Linked DNA regions of Triticum aestivum: region 2 is linked to region 1. The links are chromatin contacts, called in public Hi-C maps. All regions are on one chromosome and are shown on one strand. The core of a region is the stretch at or near the end of the contact, and the rest is flanking DNA. Distances in the headings are between cores, read along the strand shown. Region 1 holds the start of LOC123071051 (subtilisin-like protease SBT3.8). Region 2 holds the start of LOC123071056 (non-lysosomal glucosylceramidase).

Region 1 (4,053 bases), core at 354-2,853:
CTTGATTCAGGCCAGATCCCTGCATCAATTGCATTTGCAGTGTTTTAGCAGGAATTTGCTTGGTGAAGATTTTTTTTTTCTTTCTAATTTAACTTGTTAGCAATGAAGGACTGACCAGTGTCAAATATCCCGATAATTACATCTTCTCCATATTTGCTCCTCTGCAGAAGTTTACTAGGTGGCTGATGGTCCAGGTTCATGCCAAGGAAATCCCAGCTTCTTGTGGTCATCAAGTCATGGTGCTGATTTGGAGTAACGCTGATAACTTCAGGTAGCTCTGAACATGTCAAATAGATACATGAGAAAATTCTAAATAAGAAGCCGCCAGTTAGTTATCTATGTGGTGTATAACCACAGAGTAACAAAAAGAAAGGATCCTCATAACCCGAGAAAGAAATTGTCTGCTTCTCAGTTAACTACTGATAGTCCCAAGATCAAAATTTTCTCGCCCCTTATTTTACCCTTTCACGAATTCTGAAGTTTGATTGGACAATTCTCAGCATTGACTTAAAAGTAGTTATTTTTCAGTCACCTAAGAAATAGGAAAAATTGAAATAATAATCAGGCAGGATCGTAAGGCTACTGCAGATGTGCAGCTTCATACTAAAATGAGCGTACAACTACAAATAAGTTGTATTGCAGAAAAGAGACCATACATTGATCCGGAGTAGGTTTCCACAAAAAGGGAATAAGAACCATATGACTGCCCGCCCACGAACTCATATCGATGATTAGAAAGCTAAACAGCTTAACTAATGAGCAAATAATAATTACCAAATACGTTTCTTTCTTCGGAAGAAAGGATCATGCATCAGGATTGAATTCCCCAATTCGGTTATCTTAACATGATAGTGTTAGATCAACAGAGAATTAGCGAAGCAATTTTTGTAGCAAACTTGGCCCACCTGCAAGATCTTGTGCTTGGTCATCTGTTAGCATCGCCGCGAAGCCTGAGAAGCCATGCTTGTAGCTATAAGTGATGGAGGCCAACGCATCTTCCTTGCTGAAACAAGTCAGCAAGTGATGAGAAAAAAAAATGGCAGCCTTACTCGGAACTGTCGAACGACATACTCGTTCCTTCAAAATTATATGCCCTTCAGAAGATCAGAACCAAACTTGGAAAGCTAGCAAACTTGTTCTTAGGTTTACCTTCCAAGAATGGCGCTGAGCATGTCATGGTGCGAAGCTGTTACCAGAGAAGGGTCCTCATGTTTCTTCTCTCCCAGGTAAACGATGTACAGCTACGCGTGGAGAGGGACAGAAAACACAACTTAGCATCGAACAGAATCAACACTATGAGATACAGTAAAATGTAGGGTGATGCATCAGCCATACCTTTTGAGACCCATACCCTCTGCTTATGCTTATCATAAGGCATAAGCAGAGTAGGAGGTAAGCTGAAAAACGCCGAGGGGAAGAGTGGAAATCCATGTTGGTGTGGAAGCACATGCTGATATGATCCAACAACAGGTAATGGTATTTATAGGCCTGTTAGTCTCTGTCTTGTATGATGATGGCTAATTGATTGTCCATGTGCAGAAAGGAAGGTCAAAGATACAGGCTCAGTTGGCATGAATCCAATCTTTCGGCTATCGACGCCAATTTCCTCCCTGAAGTTTCCCTGGAACTAGCTCAGCTGAAACGCGTTGCGTTCCCCCCTGCTCCAGTATTCTCCCATTTCAAACCTGTAATGTTGCACTTATTTTCCCTCTCCTGAAGCATGGTTTTTCAATTTGTTCATTCGCTTGTTATGCAGATAAATAAATATATCCTATCATCTTCCCTACGAGAAGTGCTCACTCCGTTTTGTAGTTGATTTAGTACAACCGTTCCATATTAGTTGTTGCTGATTTAGTACAATGGAACGGAGGGAGTAATAAAAGCAAAAACGTGTGGCGTGCAGGCAACGAAATTGCTGAAGATGCTGCCGGTTGCTGTAGGCAATAACAGGGCAGGGCTCCGTTCAGACAGGGAATCAAATCAAGGGCCCTCCGGATGGTCTCGTGCGCGTGTTGAAGGTGTGGTGGTTCTCAATCGGCGGCGGGTTTTGTATGCCTTTCCTTTTCCTGGCCGCTGCATATGATTGTACGGGTCCATCACCCGTGGCTGTGAGCGATCCGGAGAACATTGACTTCCTGATGAGAGAGCATCTCTCTTCCATCTCTTCCGGAGAGAAGATTGACTTGACTAGCGCGTCGACCATCCATGCCATACGTAGTGCCAGCTCTTCCAGTGTTATCGTGCAGACGTCAGTGCAGCCTGCTGATCTTTTAGGCCAACTCCACCGCGCGACCTCAAACGGACGTCTGTTTGGGGAAGCAATGGATGCTAAAACGGACATGCATGTCCGGATGTAGGTGAAGGCGTCCAGCGCGCCGACCGACCCCAAACGGTCCGCCTCGACCACGCGCCCACGCTTGCGCCTCACCTGCCCGCGAGCTCGCGCTCTCGCCTCGCCGGTGCGCACGCGCGGTTGCCGTGGCATCTTGTCGCCGCGCTGGGCAAAGGAGGGAGGAGGAAAGCACTCACGAGAGCAGCGCGGGGACGAGCGCGACGTCCCCGTTGCCGGCGGCGAGGAAGAGCATCGAGACCTCGGCGCTGATCTCCTCCCGCAGTGCCGACCCGCGCCCTGGCCGCTCCGCGGTGGCCGCGCCCGCGCCCTGGTCGCCCCGCGTCGACGTTGGCGGGGACTGCAGCTGCTGTTGGGCATGCGAGCGGGGAGAGAGAGAAAAACGAGAGAGAGATCGATGGGAGGTGAGTGGGTGACAGGTGGGTCCAGGCCGGACAAGAGCAGTCGGGAAGGACGTAGAAAGCGTCCGCTCGGTGTCCGTTCGACCCCAAAGCCGAATCAAATTTGCGCTCGAGATGGGGCAACCGGACCAGAAACAGACTTTTTTACGGACGGGGTCGCGCGTTGGGCCGCTTCATTTGTCCGTTTAGACCCAAACGGACAGACTCGGACGATTTAGAGTCGTGCGGTGGAGTTGGCCTTATTTCTTGGAAGAGAAGAAGTACACTTTTGCTTGAAAATGTTCATAAATAGTACTACTTGCTGAACTTTTTTTTAGAGGATCACTGAGTGTATTCTGGCAGTGTAAATATGAGTTCTGACCATGATTCGTTCAATATCTGTTTAATGGTTACAGATTCATAATAGGAAGTGCTTAACGTGACAATATCAACTTTGTGCAGAATAGATAATTAGATTAATTCTTGATAAAGCTTGGTTCTTTAGAGTCAAAAAATGCATCTTACATGCATAAATAATAAAGAAATAGAGTTTCATATCTGCATCTTGTATTGGTATAGTCAACGACGCATTTGTCAGGAAAGCACTCAGAAATTGATAAGTCAAGTTCGTAACCAGCCATTGGTCATACTATAAAAAATTGTTTTATTTGTTGTTATATTGTACAGTAGTATGGGTTTGTTAAAAATGTAACTTATGTTCATTACTCTTTTAGACTTGTGTAGACACATGTGTGCTAAGAGCATGGTTAATAGTATAGCCAGCTGATGACTATATGGAGCTGCCATATCATTTTTAGTAATCTACTATACTCACTCGTATTGGTAGTGATGTACACACAATGTTGATGGACGATTTGTGCACGACATGATTAGAAGCCACACATATTAAAGAAATTAGGCAATCCAATGATCTAGATGACCTGTCGTGTCTGAATCGTGCACAAATCCATCGTGTGCACAACACTACTCCACTTATATAGTAAGGCAAGCTATAAAGTGGTCTAGATTAATACTTTTTTCTAAGCATCTCTCTTTATTTCTTTGCATTTATTGTGTTTACCTTGTAGTAGCATATAGCTAGGCTCTTGCATGCGAGCCCACTCTTCTCATTTTTCCATGACTCTCTCCGCCACATAGGCAAAAATACCATGTAAGCAAAGTGGGCTATAATGTGCATTTGTGTCCATGTTGTATCAGCACTAATCCCCCACGTAAAATTGAATGACATAAATGTAGACGGGACTTTGTTAATTCTCATTTAGATGAGAACTAGAAAATTTGTATTCTTTTTATATTCTTACT
Region 2 (3,707 bases), core at 600-3,099, 160 kb before region 1:
TTCAGGGTCAGGCTCACCTACATTGCAATTATGGAAGATAAATTAGAAGGTTCTGCCAGACAAAACTAATCGTTCCTGGCGACAAACATCTCTGTCAGGTAAATTGGCAATGATGTACTGTCAGTCAGGATTGTACCATCATATACAGTCCAGGATCTTGGGAACAAGCCATGGTAGGTGCAATTCTTCTCTTTCAGTTTCCAGTCCCAAGATCCGATACCGGCTTTATCTATTCCCCTGCAAATTTGCACAGTAAAGGGTATTTCTTTTTTCTTTTTCTTTTTCTTTAGAACCAGTAAAGGGTATTTCTGGCTGTCATAATCAGATGAATGAAATGCAGGTGAGCTTGTGATGCTTTCACTGCTTACTTCAGGACATCGGCATTCGGTGCGGACAACACCGTGGAGTAGCTCTTCCCGCTGGGACGCGAAACGAATGCCTAGACAAGTAAATACAGTTAAACATGAGACGTTTTTCCACAGCTAATTGAGCATTGCATGTCAAGGAAGAAAGTGTAAATTTATTACAGAGAACTGGTTGGCTAGGATAGGCTTCTCTTCGTACACCCTGGGGAATATTTGAAAATGCTGAAAGTACCCTCTGTAGCTTCTCCCTATGCTTCCTGAACTGAAAAAAGAAGAAGAGAACGTGCTTTGAATAGAAGTGTCATCTGAAGTTCAGGTAGCTGCATGAATGTGACAACCGGCAAGTTTCAGGGCAAAACCAAGGCCAGAAACAACGGAAGTACTTGCCCTAGTGCGCCGAGGGGTACCCCACGGTAGCAGTTGTCCATCCACTTCCTGAAAGGATCATAGACCGAAGCCTTGGCAAAAAAAAAAAAAACAAGATAATGATTGTTTAGCAATTTCACTGATTACTGAGTACTGACTAGGCAGAGTAATTTGCATCGACAATTTCAACAGCAGGTGCATGCTCGTTGACAGATTAGCTGAATGTTAAATGACAGAAGAGTGACTCACTTGGCCTTTCGCGCTTTCTTGGACGTATAGTCGAAGCATTTTAGCGATAAAGGGCACCTGCAGCACAACCAGGGTCATGGTCAGTGTTTATGTAGCAATGGTCAGTGTTCATATGCTTACTTACAATTGCCATGGCATCATTCATAGCCATGCTTTCTTGGTTCTAAATGTGAAAGCCAAAAGCCACAGTCCCTGTTCATATGCTTACTTACCATTGTCATGAGATCATTCATAGTCATGCTAAACGCAGCAACCTTCTTGCCTTCATCATCGAATTTTCTCTGCCAAGTTCTTGCTGGTGGCTGAGCACAGTCGACGAGCAAGTGTGCCTGAAGTAAGAACAACCATGTCAGACCAGTTTTACTTGCTCACAGCATATAAGATGTACGGAGTAACAGGTTGAAACAATCAGCGGCATCTTAATTAGAAAATCATCCAAGAAAACAATTGATCACAAGTTGAAAATCCTAGAGGCAGAAGAACATTGAGCTCCACTTGAAAAGTACATTCAGTCGAGTAATTGCACCAGATTAAGGGGGAGCCAAAGAAATGGAATTGATGTTTCAGAAGATACCTCTGCTCGTTCTGGCTCTGAACTTCCCATCTTCAGAAACCGATGAAGGAGTTAATTTCATTGGAATAAATACACATGAAATCAACAACTGGAATAACGGAATTTTCCTCAAACTTAAAAGAAACCAAGCATCTATGCACCGAGAACCACCTACACAAGAGGAGGAGAGAAAACACCTGAACCTGAAATGCTCAGCTCTTTCAGGGGTTACTCAAGTTTGCTGTTTATATAACTCACTCGAGAACAAGATGAAGAAAATGAAGAAGCAGCCGGCCGAGCTGACGAAAATGAAGATGACTAGAAGGATGGGGTGGCGTCAAATTAGATATTTTGGGCTGTTTGTAGGTGCGTGGAAAAAAAAATAGGCACATCACAGTCGTCGGAGCTGTTGAATAATGAATTCACTATTCATGCTCCCAATCACAATCCTCACTGACAAAAATCTTTTGGATGATTAACCATATGGGTGTGCAGTTTCAGATTGTAAAATGGACCTGGTTCCCACATCATGTGAGAAGGGACAAAAGTTACTACTCCCTCTGTCCCATCTGTCCCATAGTGTCAAAGAACGTCTTACATTATGGGACGGAGGGAGTAGTTATTACTAGAAGCCCTCCATGATGTGTGCTAGTGTGTCACACACTATTGGTGATTCTTGACTTGTACAATCAAAATAGCAGCCGGGGTGTCTGACAATGAGTATGTTCTATGTTGTACATTTTTGTAATCCACTGGCTGGCGGCTTGGCGCACAGGGCTCCATAGGATAGACTAGCTAAAGTATTGTACAAAACATGATTTTCTGTTAAAGTGTCGCTTTTTCTCCCTCCATGTTTAGCGCTTGGCAGCCACTGCCCACTAGTAGCAGCCAGTTGTTGACTTCCAAGTCCGAAGTTTCTTTCTTGTGAAAAGGGCAAAGGCCATATACTAAAAGTACAGCAATCCTTACTGGAGCGTTATTTGAAAACAAAAAAAGTTACACAGATCCTTACAAAAATGGTGCACTATGAGTAAAGCTTGATACCGTCTTTGGATCTCTGAGTAGGATCTACTGAGGATTCAAGGGGATTCAACTTTCGCTTTTGTGAAAGTGTGGATCCGGATCTCCCCCTAAAGTTTGGCCAACATTGGTTTGCTAGGGACGGAGATCTCCAAAAAATAAAGGAGAGATGAATGAAGTCGTCACCTTCCTCGTGGGATAGAGGTGGACTTATATATGTGGCCCCAAAAATCCAACCGTTACACATACAGTTTGCATGCCTCGGAGGCTCTGAGTTGCTGCAGAGGTTCTAGACAAGCTCTAGTCTTCTTAAAGAGCTACAACTCTGGAGTTGCATAATTCTGAATAACCCAGAGGCTGGCCAAAGGTAGTCCGGATGTTCCAGGCCCTAGAGAGTTGCAACTTGGGATTTGCAAGCTTCGGGACAACCCGAAGGCTGGCCGGATGTTCCAGGCCCTAGAGAGTAGAGATTCCAGGGTACAAATAATAGCTACAAAGCAGAGGATTTATATAATAGCTCTCTTGACTCTGGATGAGTTTTGCTGATGCAACATACTCCCTCCGTCCTAAAATTCTTGTCTTAGATTTGTCTAGATATGGACAGAGGGAGTATGTGTGTAAGTGAGTTGATTCCCACCTCTTACTCCAAAGTGCATGACAGTACGGCTTTCTTAATGACCCAAACAAGTCAAAAATCATTGGGATGGGTCTCTTTTCACTTTATGAATGGGGGCCTTCCACCATACTTGTTTGCCTTCGAATGATCCAATACATTGTTTACATACTCAAGCACATAATGACGTCACTAATCATGTTGTCATTAACACCAAAATCACCAACAGTGTGTTTGGCAATATTGAAAGAAAAATGTGAGTTTAGATTAAGGAGTTGTATTGAGTTTAGACATGAGATGAGTCGTTTTATTGACGCATGATAGAAATTATGTGTCGAGATTTGCGCCAAAACTTAATTCCCTTGTTTGGTTTGTCATAATTGATGCGGGGCTAGATAACAGAAGATAACGTAAGTTATGGTGAAAAGTTAAGATGGACTTACTAAAACAATTCATTTCCAACTCCCACCCCGTCACATGTAAATAAAATGGTGGGAGTTGGGATATGAATTCTCATTTCTAATCCCTTCTCAATTCCTGA

The links. Hi-C and Micro-C count contacts between places; a contact is called where the count stands out from the background.
Region 2: a Hi-C map of leaf shows a contact between it and region 1, with 7 times the contacts expected there. The contact joins the promoter of LOC123071056 here to the promoter of LOC123071051 in region 1. A contact is called at or near these places in 3 of 5 Hi-C or Micro-C datasets (all in leaf) and 1 of 1 datasets of contacts at active chromatin or transcription factors (leaf).

Annotation. Positions count from the first base shown.
Region 1 is chr3B:582,004,761-582,008,813 of IWGSC CS RefSeq v2.1, reverse strand. It overlaps LOC123071051 (subtilisin-like protease SBT3.8), which reads right to left and starts at 1,603. Exons shown (of 10, transcript XM_044494516.1): 1 at 1,336-1,603; 2 at 1,150-1,241; 3 at 906-1,003; 4 at 116-277; 5 at 1-19. The coding sequence starts at 1,449. It overlaps LOC123071055 (a long non-coding RNA gene), which reads left to right. Exons shown (of 5, transcript XR_006434113.1): 2 at 168-271; 3 at 1,227-1,470; 4 at 1,540-1,687; 5 at 1,904-2,301.
Region 2 is chr3B:582,166,756-582,170,462 of IWGSC CS RefSeq v2.1, reverse strand. It overlaps LOC123071056 (non-lysosomal glucosylceramidase), which reads right to left and starts at 1,849. Exons shown (of 14, transcript XM_044494522.1): 1 at 1,555-1,849; 2 at 1,193-1,309; 3 at 981-1,037; 4 at 753-823; 5 at 528-627; 6 at 369-439; 7 at 137-237; 8 at 1-17. The coding sequence starts at 1,584.